Regions from separate parts of the Mus musculus genome. Here all the other regions are linked to region 1. Evidence: chromatin contacts called from public HiChIP or PLAC-seq and Micro-C data. All regions are on one chromosome and are shown on one strand. The core of a region is the stretch at or near the end of the contact, and the rest is flanking DNA. Distances in the headings are between cores, read along the strand shown.

The links. A called contact is a pair of places that touch in the nucleus more often than the background predicts. HiChIP or PLAC-seq counts read pairs in DNA pulled down with a chosen protein or histone mark.
Region 2: a contact with region 1 is called in an H3K4me3 HiChIP or PLAC-seq map of forebrain, with 7 times the contacts expected there. The contact joins the promoter of Fgfr1 here to the promoter of 5430421F17Rik in region 1. A contact is called at or near these places in 25 of 39 promoter capture datasets (the 3T3-L1 cell line, 3T3-L1-derived adipocytes, the C10 cell line and 18 more), 4 of 484 Hi-C or Micro-C datasets (bone marrow-derived macrophages, embryonic stem cells and muscle stem cells), 20 of 115 datasets of contacts at active chromatin or transcription factors (the NIH/3T3 cell line, bone marrow-derived dendritic cells, craniofacial prominence and 15 more) and 3 of 9 other capture datasets (adipose tissue, liver and pancreatic islet).
Region 3: a Micro-C map of embryonic stem cells shows a contact between it and region 1, with 2.4 times the contacts expected there. The contact joins the enhancer-like site here to the promoter of 5430421F17Rik in region 1. A contact is called at or near these places in 1 of 484 Hi-C or Micro-C datasets (embryonic stem cells) and 5 of 115 datasets of contacts at active chromatin or transcription factors (bone marrow-derived macrophages, craniofacial prominence, embryonic basal ganglia and 2 more).
Region 4: an H3K4me3 HiChIP or PLAC-seq map of craniofacial prominence shows a contact between it and region 1, with 5 times the contacts expected there. The contact joins the enhancer-like site here to the promoter of 5430421F17Rik in region 1. A contact is called at or near these places in 2 of 39 promoter capture datasets (the SN4741 cell line and pre-B cells), 2 of 484 Hi-C or Micro-C datasets (bone marrow-derived macrophages and muscle stem cells), 14 of 115 datasets of contacts at active chromatin or transcription factors (cardiomyocytes, craniofacial prominence, embryonic basal ganglia and 10 more) and 4 of 9 other capture datasets (adipose tissue, embryonic trunk, liver and 1 more).

The regions. Positions count from the first base shown.
Region 1 is chr8:25,304,687-25,307,651 of GRCm38.p6, forward strand. 5430421F17Rik (RIKEN cDNA 5430421F17 gene) reads right to left here and starts at 1,584. Exons shown (of 3, transcript NR_040352.1): 1 at 1,469-1,584; 2 at 940-1,034; 3 at 1-47.
Region 2 is chr8:25,517,183-25,520,094 of GRCm38.p6, forward strand. Fgfr1 (fibroblast growth factor receptor 1) reads left to right here and starts at 1,577. Exons shown (of 18, transcript NM_010206.3): 1 at 1,577-2,247. It overlaps Gm31288 (a long non-coding RNA gene), which reads right to left. Exons shown (of 3, transcript XR_003947368.1): 3 at 2,506-2,912. RefSeq lists promoters at 742-1,716, 1,502-1,716.
Region 3 is chr8:25,464,231-25,467,202 of GRCm38.p6, forward strand. Gm31045 (a long non-coding RNA gene) reads right to left here. Exons shown (of 4, transcript XR_378820.2): 3 at 680-927. Among named protein-coding and RNA genes, the nearest start is that of Gm30978, 12 kb to the left of the region's middle. Within about 2 kb of position 1,446, at least 250 of the 459 cell types and tissues checked have an H3K27ac peak or open chromatin away from gene starts, as enhancers often do. A contact at or near this core is called in bone marrow-derived macrophages, craniofacial prominence, embryonic basal ganglia and 2 more, where this site is marked.
Region 4 is chr8:25,536,073-25,538,772 of GRCm38.p6, forward strand. The region is part of intron 2 of Fgfr1 (fibroblast growth factor receptor 1); the gene reads left to right. It overlaps Gm31288 (a long non-coding RNA gene), which reads right to left. Exons shown (of 3, transcript XR_003947368.1): 1 at 1,245-2,700. Among named protein-coding and RNA genes, the nearest start is that of Gm31288, 8.4 kb to the right of the region's middle. Within about 2 kb of position 1,254, at least 239 of the 459 cell types and tissues checked have an H3K27ac peak or open chromatin away from gene starts, as enhancers often do. A contact at or near this core is called in adipose tissue, cardiomyocytes, craniofacial prominence and 10 more, where this site is marked.

The DNA.
Region 1 (2,965 bases), core at 334-2,833:
CTCAGTTCCTGTGTGGTATGGAAAGAACCCCAGTTTCCTCTGGGCTCCTGCAGGGGTGGGGCACAGAGTCTGGTTGAGTCTGGCTGCAGAATTTACCAGAGAGGAAGTCTGTGGTGGCATCAGGATGGCACTGGGGCCAAGGGCTACCAGACACATTGCTAGGGTCCTGACCTCCATAGCGTTACAGCATCCCAGCCAAACCCAGCAGCCCACTGAACCAGGGCTGGGATTTGGTTAAGGAGGAGAGGAATTAGGGAAAAAAGGAACCTGGGCTCTGACTCAGAACCACAAGCGATCCAACAATAGGCTTTAGAACAGACCCTGGCTGAATGCCAACGGCCAGGACATACAGTCACTGGTCCAGGGAGAGCTGACCAGCCACATTCCATCAGACATAGAGGGTAATCAGGAAATACCGTATGGAAGCAAGCTTGCTCCTCTCTGTTATATGCCCAGGGGCCACCCCGATGAAGAAAGGGAGACATGGACATCTAAAAGACCAGCATTTCTCCAAAAGAGATAAAATTATCCAAAGAAATCTGTTCCGGAACATGAGATGGAAACGAGACTAGAAAACTAAGTTTGTCTTCCACGACACAGTGGCGTGGGGTCTCAGAGGACAAATCAGACTGTCTCTGAGAATCCTCCTATACTGAGGTGTCTGCTTTGGCAACTCCAGGCCATCACCTAACCTCCTTTTCAAGTACAAGACAGGGCTCATTTGAACCACAAGCCGGCAGATTTAAGTTACTATCTCTGTTTGTCACACTCAGGAGTCAACCCTGAGCTATATGATTCAAAGGCACCTGGGTAGCAAGCCCACCACAGGAGACAAAGCTTCCTATCCTAGCCCCAAGCTCCAGCTGGCTGCATCTCTCCAACTCCACAGGAGATGCTCTGACACACTCGAGCGGAGGGGGTTATGAGTCAGAAGCACACCTTCTGCTTCCTGTGCTCAGCAGCCCAGATCATTTCTTCCAGCCTTTATGCAGGAGAATCCCACGACTGGAATCCGGTCTCTGGCAAGGTCATACCTAGGGGTGGGGAGATTCCAGTCATTATGCCAAAAGTGCTTAGGAATTGATAGGACAGTGATCAAACAAAGTCTGTCTATCTGACTCTCTCCCTCTCTCCCTCTCTCCCTCTCTCCCTCTCTCCCTCTCTCCCTCTCTCCCTCTCTCCCTCTCTCCCTCTCTCCCTCGCTCCCTCTCCCTCTCCCTCTCCCTTTCCCTTTCCTTCTCCCTTTCTCAAGTATCACCTAAAACTGAATCCACTGGATCCTTTATTCGCTGTAGTTGTTATTCATCTACAGGGGAAAAAAAAAAAAAAACCAAACCCAAAAACAAAACTCCAAACATTAGCAAGAGAAAGAGGTTGGCAACGGCACCCGGCACCCGGCACCCGGCACCCGGCACCCGGCACCCGGCACCCGGCACCCGGCACCCGGCACCAGCAGAGTATTCCTTACCTGACTCTAACATTATCCCAGGCTTCTTTGCCTCTCCCCTATGTGCTGAGTGTGTAAACAGCACAAGCCATACAAGGAATGTTTGTTATGCTGTGGAAACACACACTCTCTCCCTCCGCCCCTTTTCACCCCAGGACCGGATATACACGTTCCAGAAGAGGAATATACATCCCCAGAGTCTGAAATCAAATCTGGAATTCATATCCTCTCTAAATGTACTTTATTAAAAGCAGAGATCAAGAAAAGGTTTTAGAATTATTATATTGGAGAGGTTGATTGTATAGAAAGAACTTGGAATTGAGGACAATTTTAGACATGGTTTGCAAGCTGCTCACTGTGGATTAGTGGGAAACAGGGCACTTTGGCATCTATCCTTTCTCAAAGACTTTAAAATTGGTCCCCAAACTGTATCACTAAACTGGTAAAGAAGACTGCGGTAGGGCTCACTCATCTGTAATTAACACAGCCAAGTGAATTGAACATTTGCGCGCACACATACACATAGTAGGTCAAAAAATCCCAGGAATTAAACTGTCGGTTTGAGGTTAATCTTGTAAAGTCAGTGTGCTAACAGGAATGATGGTGAGTGCAGACTCTACCTGCCATTGAAGAGTCGGTGCGGATGTGCATCTATCTGTGTGTTTGCCTGGGTGTGTGCTGAAAGCTGAGGCAGAGAACAGGAGCCTGTTGAAACTGTAGGCAGGAGGAGGCAGGCAAGGCCTCTACAATTACCCCAGAATGAGCTTGCAGCCTGTACTATTAGGGAGGTCCCTGGCTGAGGAAGCCGTGAGCTTTCTCTCCCCTTCCCAAAGGCCCAGATGATTTTGTATCAGTAACTGTTTCTGAATGCTCTTTTCCCTCGGTTTGGCATTGCGTCACTCTAAATACCATTGTAGCTCACGGTATCTCTCTGATGAAAACAGTCGATTCGCGGGGTCAGCTAACTCAACAGTGGGAGCAATGTGATTATGGGATTCACATTTTGGTAATAAAAGAAGAGCTGAACCCTTTAACCTCCCGAGGAAGGCAGAGACCGCCTGTGACCCAAAAGAAGCCTCTAGACACCGAGAGCTCCCAGAAGGATGGAGAGGGAGTCAATATTTCTGAGCTAATGTACAAGGGAGCTGCTGTGCTGTTTACTGCAAGGCTCGAAGGACAAGGCCTGGAATGCAAATCACAATCCTTGTGGGATTTTGCTGGCTGACAGCCACCATGGAGTCTAGGCTCGTCTTCTCTTTCCTTGGCGAGCAGAGCTTCTCCTGTTGCTGTATCTAAAAGGGTCCCTTTTCCAGACCACATGGAAGAAACTGTGAACCTTTAGGTAGCTGAGGCCCCCTGGACTTTTCACGTTGGCCATTTTCCTAAAACTTTTGGGTTATTTACTTAATTAAAGTGACCATAAGAGGGAATCTGAAAGTAGCTCCCAGTGGCTTTCAGGAGAATCAGCAATGGCGCCGGGTTCCTTCCGGGAATCCTCCCTGCCTTGCTTTCCTTTCT
Region 2 (2,912 bases), core at 327-2,826, 210 kb after region 1:
CAATAAACTCATCAATAGCCCTTCTTCTTTTTCCTCCACCCTTTACTGGAGATAAACAAATGTGATAATATCTCCGTAGCTTCCCATTTTTTCACCTGGTGGTCACATAGAAAACTGTCTTAGAAACTCTTAGTCTTCAATGTGGAGGGAAGAGTTGGATTGTTTGGTATTCAAGCTGTCATGGCTTGCTCTGTGGAAGCGGAATAGAACAGTCCCCCTCATGATGGCTTTCACATGTGTGACCCTTTTGGCACACTTACATTCATTCAGTCTGCTTCTCATGGGGGAGACCCATAGAGGGACTAGATCTTATCAGATTCGTGACATGCCCAAAGTCTTTGAGTGGTGGAATTCACACCTAGTGTGACATATTCCACCCTTCCAGTGGTCCCCAAGTAGACATCACATCACAGTCACCAGGAAAATTTGCAGAGCCCCCACCCCACTGCTATGCAGCAAACCAACAGGTACCAACCACCTAGTCAGGTCTAGAGTGTGCTGGAATCAAAGCACTGTCTTTGCCTTTGTCAAAGCTGCATCGCCAACCCCTGTGTTTGATTTGTTTGAGACAGGGTCTGTAAGCACAGGCTGTCGTCTCAGTCCCTATGTGGCCAACGGTGATCTTAAGTCTCTGACCCTCCAGGGCTAGGATTGCATATGTACATCATCATTTTAGACTGCTGGAAAGTGAGCTCCTGCAACGAGGCGAAGGCCCCACTGGCTGTCTCAGAATTGTTAGCATGCTTCATCAAAACATCGGGATTTCTCATGTCCAAGCAGGATCAAAAATTTTTATTTTTTAACAATCTCAATATGATTCACGTCCACTGGACTCATTGGATTAAAGAGCCACAGATTAACATCTCTGTGGAGGGACCTGGTGGGAAGGGCATTTCAGCGATTTTCTTTGAGGTTCATAGTATACTGTGGAGGCTCTGGTTTGACTCTGATTAATTCCTAAGGCAAACAAAACAAAACAAGCAAGCAAGTAAACAAACATCCCCCCCCATCCGAAAAAAAAAAAAAACAAAAACCCCTCCTCTCTTCGGTTGCTTCCTGAAAGCTGGTGATTTCTAAGGCTACCATGAACAGCACTGTAGAATTTGCAGGGTCCATTCCAGCGTGAACCACAAAACCTAAATTATGTGGCTGGGGAAAGTTGAGATCCAAGGAAAGGGTCTGAGGGGGAAAGTCAACCGATCCATCAATAAAAACAGTTCGTATATTGTAAGCTATGTGAGGGTCCTATTTATTCCTTTTAGAGACGGGAAAACCGAGATTTAGAGCACGAAAATCATACCCCAAGGCACAGAGATAACCAAAGACCAAGTTGCCCAGTGCAACCTCAAAATTATAGCCAGGCACCCGCCCCTCCCCACCCTCCACTCCTGTCCCCAAATCGCTGATCTACACACAGTCTGAAATTCGGGCGCCCTCCAGGCGAAAACTCAAGTTAGACCAGACTGTAGAGCAGTTCTGCTCGCTCCAGGCTTCTCCGGGGCTGCAGCTTGAGAACTACAAGGCCCAGCAGGCAACTGCAAGGGGAGGAGGAGGAGGTGGGACTAGCGCCGGGTGGGAGTGAGAGAGCGAGCCCTCGCGCCTCGCCGGCGCACAGCGCTCGGAGCGCTCCTGCGGGTACTTTGGCGGGGCTCTCCGCTGCGGGCGGCGCGGAACGGGAGCCGGAACCCTGGTGCAGCCGCTGCGTGCAGAGGACCCGGGCTGCGCAGGGAAGCGGGGCCGAGACGTCCGGACTGGACTGAGACTGTGCTTAGCGCATTGCGGCGACCTCGCCTTTCCCGGCCGCGAGCGCGCGCCGCAGCTGGAAAAGCAGCGGAGACCGAGGACTTTTCTCAGGTCCCAGGGGCGCACCACAGCCGTGCTGCAGTCAATGCACGCCGGAGCCCCAGGAGGGGTGATGGAACTCGGGCTGCCAGAAGCCTGAGACGCCGCCACCGCCGCCGCTGCGTACTGGAGAGCGGGGGGCGCACGATCTGGGGACCCCGGGCGGCGGACCCGAGCCCTCCCCCCCGCCCCGCCTCCGGGGCACCAGCTTCGGCTCCATTGTTCCCGCCCGGGCTGGAGGCGCCCGGCTCGGAGTGCCGCCGGGAGTCGTGCCTCGGCCGCGGAGCCCTCGAGACCCCATCAGGATCTGAACGGAGCCCGGAGACGAGCGGCGGGAGCGCAAGACACAGACACCCGCCGCGCCACGGCGAGCTCTCCAGAGGCGGGACCGCAGCGCCAAGTGAGGTAAGAGTCGCCGGCGCCCGCAGAGCCGGCTGGCTGGGCGTCCCGAGCGGCCCCCGCGCTTCGCCAGTCGCAGCCCGCGCCTCCCTCCTCCAATCCCCCACCCCACCCCCGACTCCGCTCCCTCCCCGGCGCCCCTGTCCCTCCTCCCTCGGCCAGTGTCGCTGCCCGCGCCCCCTCCCCGCGCGCTGGGCCCGCTGCTGCTGCCCGCTGCCTAACTTTTCCGCCAACTCGCGCTCCGGAGCTAGCGAGGAGGCTGCTGCGCTCCGAGTCCAGACCCCGACCCTCTTGGCCCAGGAGAAGGCGGCGGAAGCTGTGTGTTCCCTACTGGGGAGGAGGGCGGGAATGGGCCGGGAGATGGAGGGTGTGTGTGTGTGTGTGTGTGTGTGTACATCATCTATCTTTTGGTCCTCTTGCGGATTCACCCCGTTTCAGCCGGTGGCTTTAAGCTCAACACCCTACATCTGGGATCTTTTCAAGTGTTTTCCTACCTCCGGGCAAGTCTGGGGTCCAGGTTGGGGGGTTGAAGAGGAAAGGAAGTGGCGGGGAAGGCTAGCTTGTCTTGGAATAGGTTTGAAGGAGGTGTCGTCACCAAATGGCTGAATCGGCTTTAGCGGAGAGCGAGCAAAGATTCCCCCCCCTTTTGAGGGGTGATGGTGGTGGTGGTG
Region 3 (2,972 bases), core at 196-2,695, 160 kb after region 1:
CATGCCTGTGTTTCTAGGCATAAATCATGGGGAAGGTATCAGAGAAGAGGAGAGTCCCATGGAGCATCACCTAGCCAGGATTCCTGAGTAGATAGCCCACTCCTGCTCCCAGGACAGCACTCAGCCTAGTGCTATGCAGTCTGGAGAAGGGACTCATCTAGGACTCTGTTGCTGTAGTCAGGGAGGACCTAGAGCAAACCCCTCCCACTTCCCAACCGAAGGCAGCACATGTCTTTGGCATCTTTCCCTACTGTTTCTTGGGTACCACTTTGTGTCCCAAGGCCTGGTCACAATACAGGTTTTATCTGCTCCTGTAACCACATCTTCTGAAAGGACAGAGAGGGGTCTGTGGGCATTGGATAGCCAAAGGGACCAGGCTCAAGTGGGTAATGTTAGTGGGGCTACAGGGCTATTAGGTTGAGATGAGCTAAGAATGGGACTCAGTGGTATACAACAGCACTCACCTAGCTAGTATGTCATATGCTCCAGTACTGAAGAGAGGCACACTGGGGGTGGTGGGGAGTTGGGGGTGTGGGGATTGGAGAAATAGACAAAGCTTGAAGCACCTGACCACAACTGACTATTCCCTCCCTCGATCTTCTCTGCTCCCATCTTTTATTTGTGACATCCCGTGAGAGAGGCGAAAAGCAGGTCCGAGGCAGCATCAGGACTTTCTCACCTTCAGATTGAACCACAACAGAAGCCATGTGCCAGCCAAGATACCTGGTTGCTTGGAGTCCCATCTTCTGCCTGCTGTTCTTTGAGCCTATATCGCTCACTCTGCGGTAGGTCCATGTGGGAGCTGAGGCCCATAAGGCTGTCCATCATACGGAGACATATAATACCGTCGCTTCTCTGATCGTCAGGAAGAGAGAGCTGGTCTTGCTCAGTACCAAGACAGTGTCCAAGAAGCATCTGTCTGGACTACTAGGAAGAGAGGGGGCCCTCAGAGACCATCTTCCATCCAGTTATCCACCCTCAACATGTGTGGCCCACCCTCGGTCCCCCTCATCTTGTGAAAGGTACCACTCAAAGGGCATGAATAGTGGAGACTTGCCAATCATGGACCCTGGGAAGCTGGGCCAGAGGTATCCAGGCCAGGGAGGGATGAGACCCTGTGGGGAAAGAACTCATGAAGAGCTAAGAAGTTTCTTAGAAACAAAAGCCTCTTTGGCTGGCCAGGGACTGTTGGATTGCTTGCTGAGCTCCCAAACCAGCCAGTGGGGGGAACAAGGTAGGGAAACGGTTGAGCCATAAACACAAGACAAAGAACAGGCAGTTCCAAGGAGCCAAGAATGCAAATCATTTGCAGGCCTCCGAGAGACTCTCAACCAAGGACCCCAGTGGGAGGTGGGATTGCCTACCGCTGCTGCAGAGGCCCTCTGTGCACATCAACTGCAGTTGAGTGTGAGCCTGCCTATGAGGGTCCCTGCTGAGTCACCCTCTGTGTGTACTGATGGCTCAGCGGTGAGTCACCGAGTGTGTGTCAGAGTCTGCTGGTGTATGTGTATGCTCCAGCGCAAAAGTATCTGAGGTTTGCCCGTGGGAGAGTGATGGTGTACTGTGAATGAGAATCAGGGAGCCAGGCAGAGTGGAGCGCAGGGGGGAGGCTGTGTTTAAAGGGCACCACACTTCATTCACGCTGTATATCACACACCACATTTCTGAACACAGTCCAGCGGGAGCCATCTGTCCCTTCTTCCTGCGGAACACTTCCCCTCCCCCACCCCCTGTGGAGCAGCAGCGCGGAATTCTTCAGGCAGCGGGAGGAGAGGACTTCTGAAATCCGTCAACCCGGACCCCCTTGCATTTTGCAGAGGGGACCATAGCCAAACACCACCGCTGCGGCCTAGGACAGCGAGGTGCAACTGAGGCTGGCACGGCATCCTCGATCGGTGTCTGAGTATACAGTGGGTCCTTTCTCCTTTCCCAGAAGGAATGAGATGACGTTGCATCTTTCAACTAAAATGCACTCAGAGCAGCCCCGTGCAAAAGGGGCTTGTCTTAATGGCTGGAATGGTTAAATAACCTAGAAGGCAGCAAGCACTGTACCAGACAGCCCTAGACCTAGATTCACTTGACTCCTTGACTCCTTTCCCTCCTCCCTGCCCCACCTCCCCCCTCCCCTTCTTGCCCCACCCAGATCAGAAGTCTCTCCCTGCACCAGCCAGGCCTTTTGGCAGCCCTGACCTACATGATTCAGAATTTGCTTCTGGGACACCACAGAAGTGTCACCTTCACGGGATTGCTGATGTTTTCCTTCCCTTAGCCATCAGCTTGGTGGCCACGTTGTCCTCACGGCTCAGTTTCCACGAAAAGGAATGGATAAAATAGGGGGTTGACTTTAGCAGTTCAAGAAAAATGGCTAAGTGAGGGTGAAGAGCTTGAACCTATTAACTCTTTTTTTAAAAGATTTATTTATGTTTTTATTATATGTAAGTACACTGTAGCTGTCTTCAGACACACCAGAAGAGGGAGTCAGATCTCGTTACAGATGGTTGTGAGCCACCATGTGGTTGCCGGAATTTGAACTCAGGACCTTCAGAAGAGCAATCAGGTGCTCTTACCTGTTGAGCCATCTCACCAGCCCCAAACCTATTAACTCTGAAGATCAGGTCTGAGGTTGGGTATGAGTTTTAATTGTCACATCCACTGATTCCCATATGGCTCAGAGTTGACCCAAACTTCAAAGAGGGGCTTCTGGCAATGGGTTAATTGTTCCTATTCCATATTAACTAAGCAGGTACTATGTCTACAGCACTGCTGAGACCATTCAGTAGTCTCATACCTTTCTCTGTATCCCTGGGGAGCAGAGGTTTATTATCTCATTTATCTAGAGACTTCAAAGGCCCTACACTCCAATAACATTTTGTCATTGATGATGGAATCTACTAAGATGCTCTGGGCATCAGGAGAAAAGAGAAAGGGAAGGACATCGCTGTCAGAACTGGTCTGGAGCTGGGCTCCTCTTA
Region 4 (2,700 bases), core at 4-2,503, 230 kb after region 1:
GAGATGGCAGCCCCTCCCCTGACTGAGCACAATCCTGGCAGTCCTCTGCAAACGCCCCTGCCCTGAAGGGACCCAGGAGGCCTGCAGTTTCTGGCTGTCCTTACAAAGTTGATTTAATAAGGATTCCAGGAAAACCAGCCTCCTCTCCCACCCCACCCCACCCCGTCCTTCTCCCGTTTGCCATATTACCGAGTCTTAAGCTTTGTTTCTTCAGATTGGGTTTTGGGGTTTGTGTGTAAAATGAAACTGGGACACAGGCCCAGGGGCAGAATACCGGCTTCCAAAAGTTTAGGAGTCTGAGGAAGACTGCTTGCATGTATTTGTCTCCGAGAGCAGGACTTGAGGCATCAGTGAGTGGGTACGTCCAAAACTTTGCAGGGCCACTTGTAGTTGGGAATGGCGGCCTCTGCTTCCCTGTTCCCTGAGCACCCTAAAGGAGCAAGCCAGTGTGAGACTTCCAGCCTTGAAATGCTTTCCTCCGTCCACAGAAACCTGCATCTCATAAGAGATTTAATGGCTGAGGTTTTACAGCTCCTCCCACCCACCCAGATTTGAAGGAGTCTGGTGGCAGGATGAGGGAGGAGAGGTTACGTTAAATGGAAAAGCTGCAGGCTGCAGGCCCGCTGTGTACCACAAAGCCCGGCTTTGTCCTTGTTCTGCCGAAAAAACCTGTGCCTATGGGGAAAGGCTGGGGGTGCTGCCAAAATCTGGCCCTGGCCTCAGCTGTAGCTCCCTGGTAGCCCTCCCACGCCCACCCCACTAGGGGTCCTGAGCTGCCACTGGTCCAAGAGGGTGTGGATTTCAACCTAGCTGCCTGGGAGTCTAGCTAGGTATGCAGTGTGTATCACTGACAGGCAGGCTGTAGTCCAGGCAGCTTTTGCTTGTTGGTGTGACCTAAGGAGTAAGGTTACATAGCTGGCTTGGAACACTTTGGGGGACACACCGTGGCCACCCTCCACCCCCAGTAAAATTTCTTGTGAAAAGACCTTGTTTGTTTCTAACCCACTGGACAGTAGAGGATTCCAGAATGAAAGGTGTTAAATGATGCCCCCCCCCTTTGTTGTTGTTCAAGCGAGGGTTGGGGGGTTAGGTCCATGAAGTCTGTTGCCAGGTTTCCCTACGTCATTGTGCATCCCCTCCCTGGAGGTAGAACCAGCGCTTCTGAAAGGTGCTTGCTAGCGGAGGGGGGTGGGGTGGGGAGGGAGGGCCGTGCTCAGCCTGTGAGAGAATGTGAGGGTACTCACGTGTCCGGATCAGCGAGGCCCCGGGCAGCCGAGCCGCTCAAGGCTGTGTTCTTGGCTCGGGCCTCCGCATTGCTACACCATTAGCCTCACTCATTTTTCCACTCTGCCGTTGCCAGCCGCTCCCCAAAGTAAGGGGGGAGGAGGAGGAATTTCTCAGGGAAGAAAGAACAAATGGTTGTCCAGAGGACTTGCTGTCGGTGGGGGAGTAGGGGTGGGGGGGCAGGGAGGGAGGCCATACAAAGAATCCAGCCAGGATTCTGTCACCCCGAGTCTGGGACTACCTGTGGGGAGGGCAGAACCGGAGGGAGCTGGCTTCTGTGAGAGCGTGCTTCTGCTGCGTCCCGAGTGGGTGGGCAGGGCCTAAGCAATGGGTCCTTTCTGTCAAGGAGCAGGGTGTCTCTGGGATGTCATTGATGGCCTTGGGGAAGTGACTTCTGGGGATCATTATCCAGGAGGTGAGAGCCAGGTCAGAGAGTCTGACCAGCAGCTCTGCCCTGTTTTTATAAGGCCTCATTCCTCGAGGCTATTGGGAAGTCTCTTTGCTCATCCCCCCCATCCCCACCCCCCATCCCCCACATCCTTACTTCCCTCTTCCCTGGAAACCAGACAACTGTTTCTCCCCTAACCGGGAGTGACCCGGCTGCTCTCTCTCCTCAGCTTCGTAACAGTGCTCATAACAGATTCTCAGATGCATAACAGTGTCACAATTACAGTTAGGAAGTAGCAACAAAATAATCTTATGGTGATGGTGGGGTCACCACAACACGAGGAACTGTATTTAATGGTCGCAGTGTTAGGAGGTTGAGACCCATGGCCTTAAGAGAAGCCTTTTGGAGTCTGGGCTGCCTCTGACTTTTAGTTTGCTCTGTCAGCCTGTAGTGTGACCGGTAGGAACCTAGTCACCTGGGCCCTCTAAATGGCTGTAAGTAGAGAGCCCTGGGCTTGAGCCACTGCCTCCCTCACCCCATCGGGTCTTTGGCTAACACCACTGTCCACTTACCCCATACCACACATGGTTCCTGCTGTCTTCATTCGGGAATCATGTCCTGCATACGGAGCAAGGCTAGGGTGAGAGTTGAAACCCAGTACACCGGTGGTCCTATCTGCTGAGTTGCTGTGCTCCTGAGCCTCCTGGGATAGCTCCTGTAAGAGAGGTGATTTGGGGGCAGCGGTACTCTTGGTTAGCCTGAAAGCAGCCGTTCCCCAGACCCTGAATGTGTAGGCAAAGTGGGTAAGAGGGCCCGGGAATTCAGCAAAATGTAGACTTGCCGCCTGTGAGTCTGGATAGAAAACGTCAGGACTGAAATTTCAAATGGTTAATTAGCAAAGAAAATTGAGTCCAGGACTCAGCCTTTCCTCCCCCATGGTCCCCACAGAGACTGCTAGGCTCAGGCTGGTTACCGGCCTCTTCCTTCACTGATTCTCCCCCATCTAGCCAAGTATATTCCTATTTTTT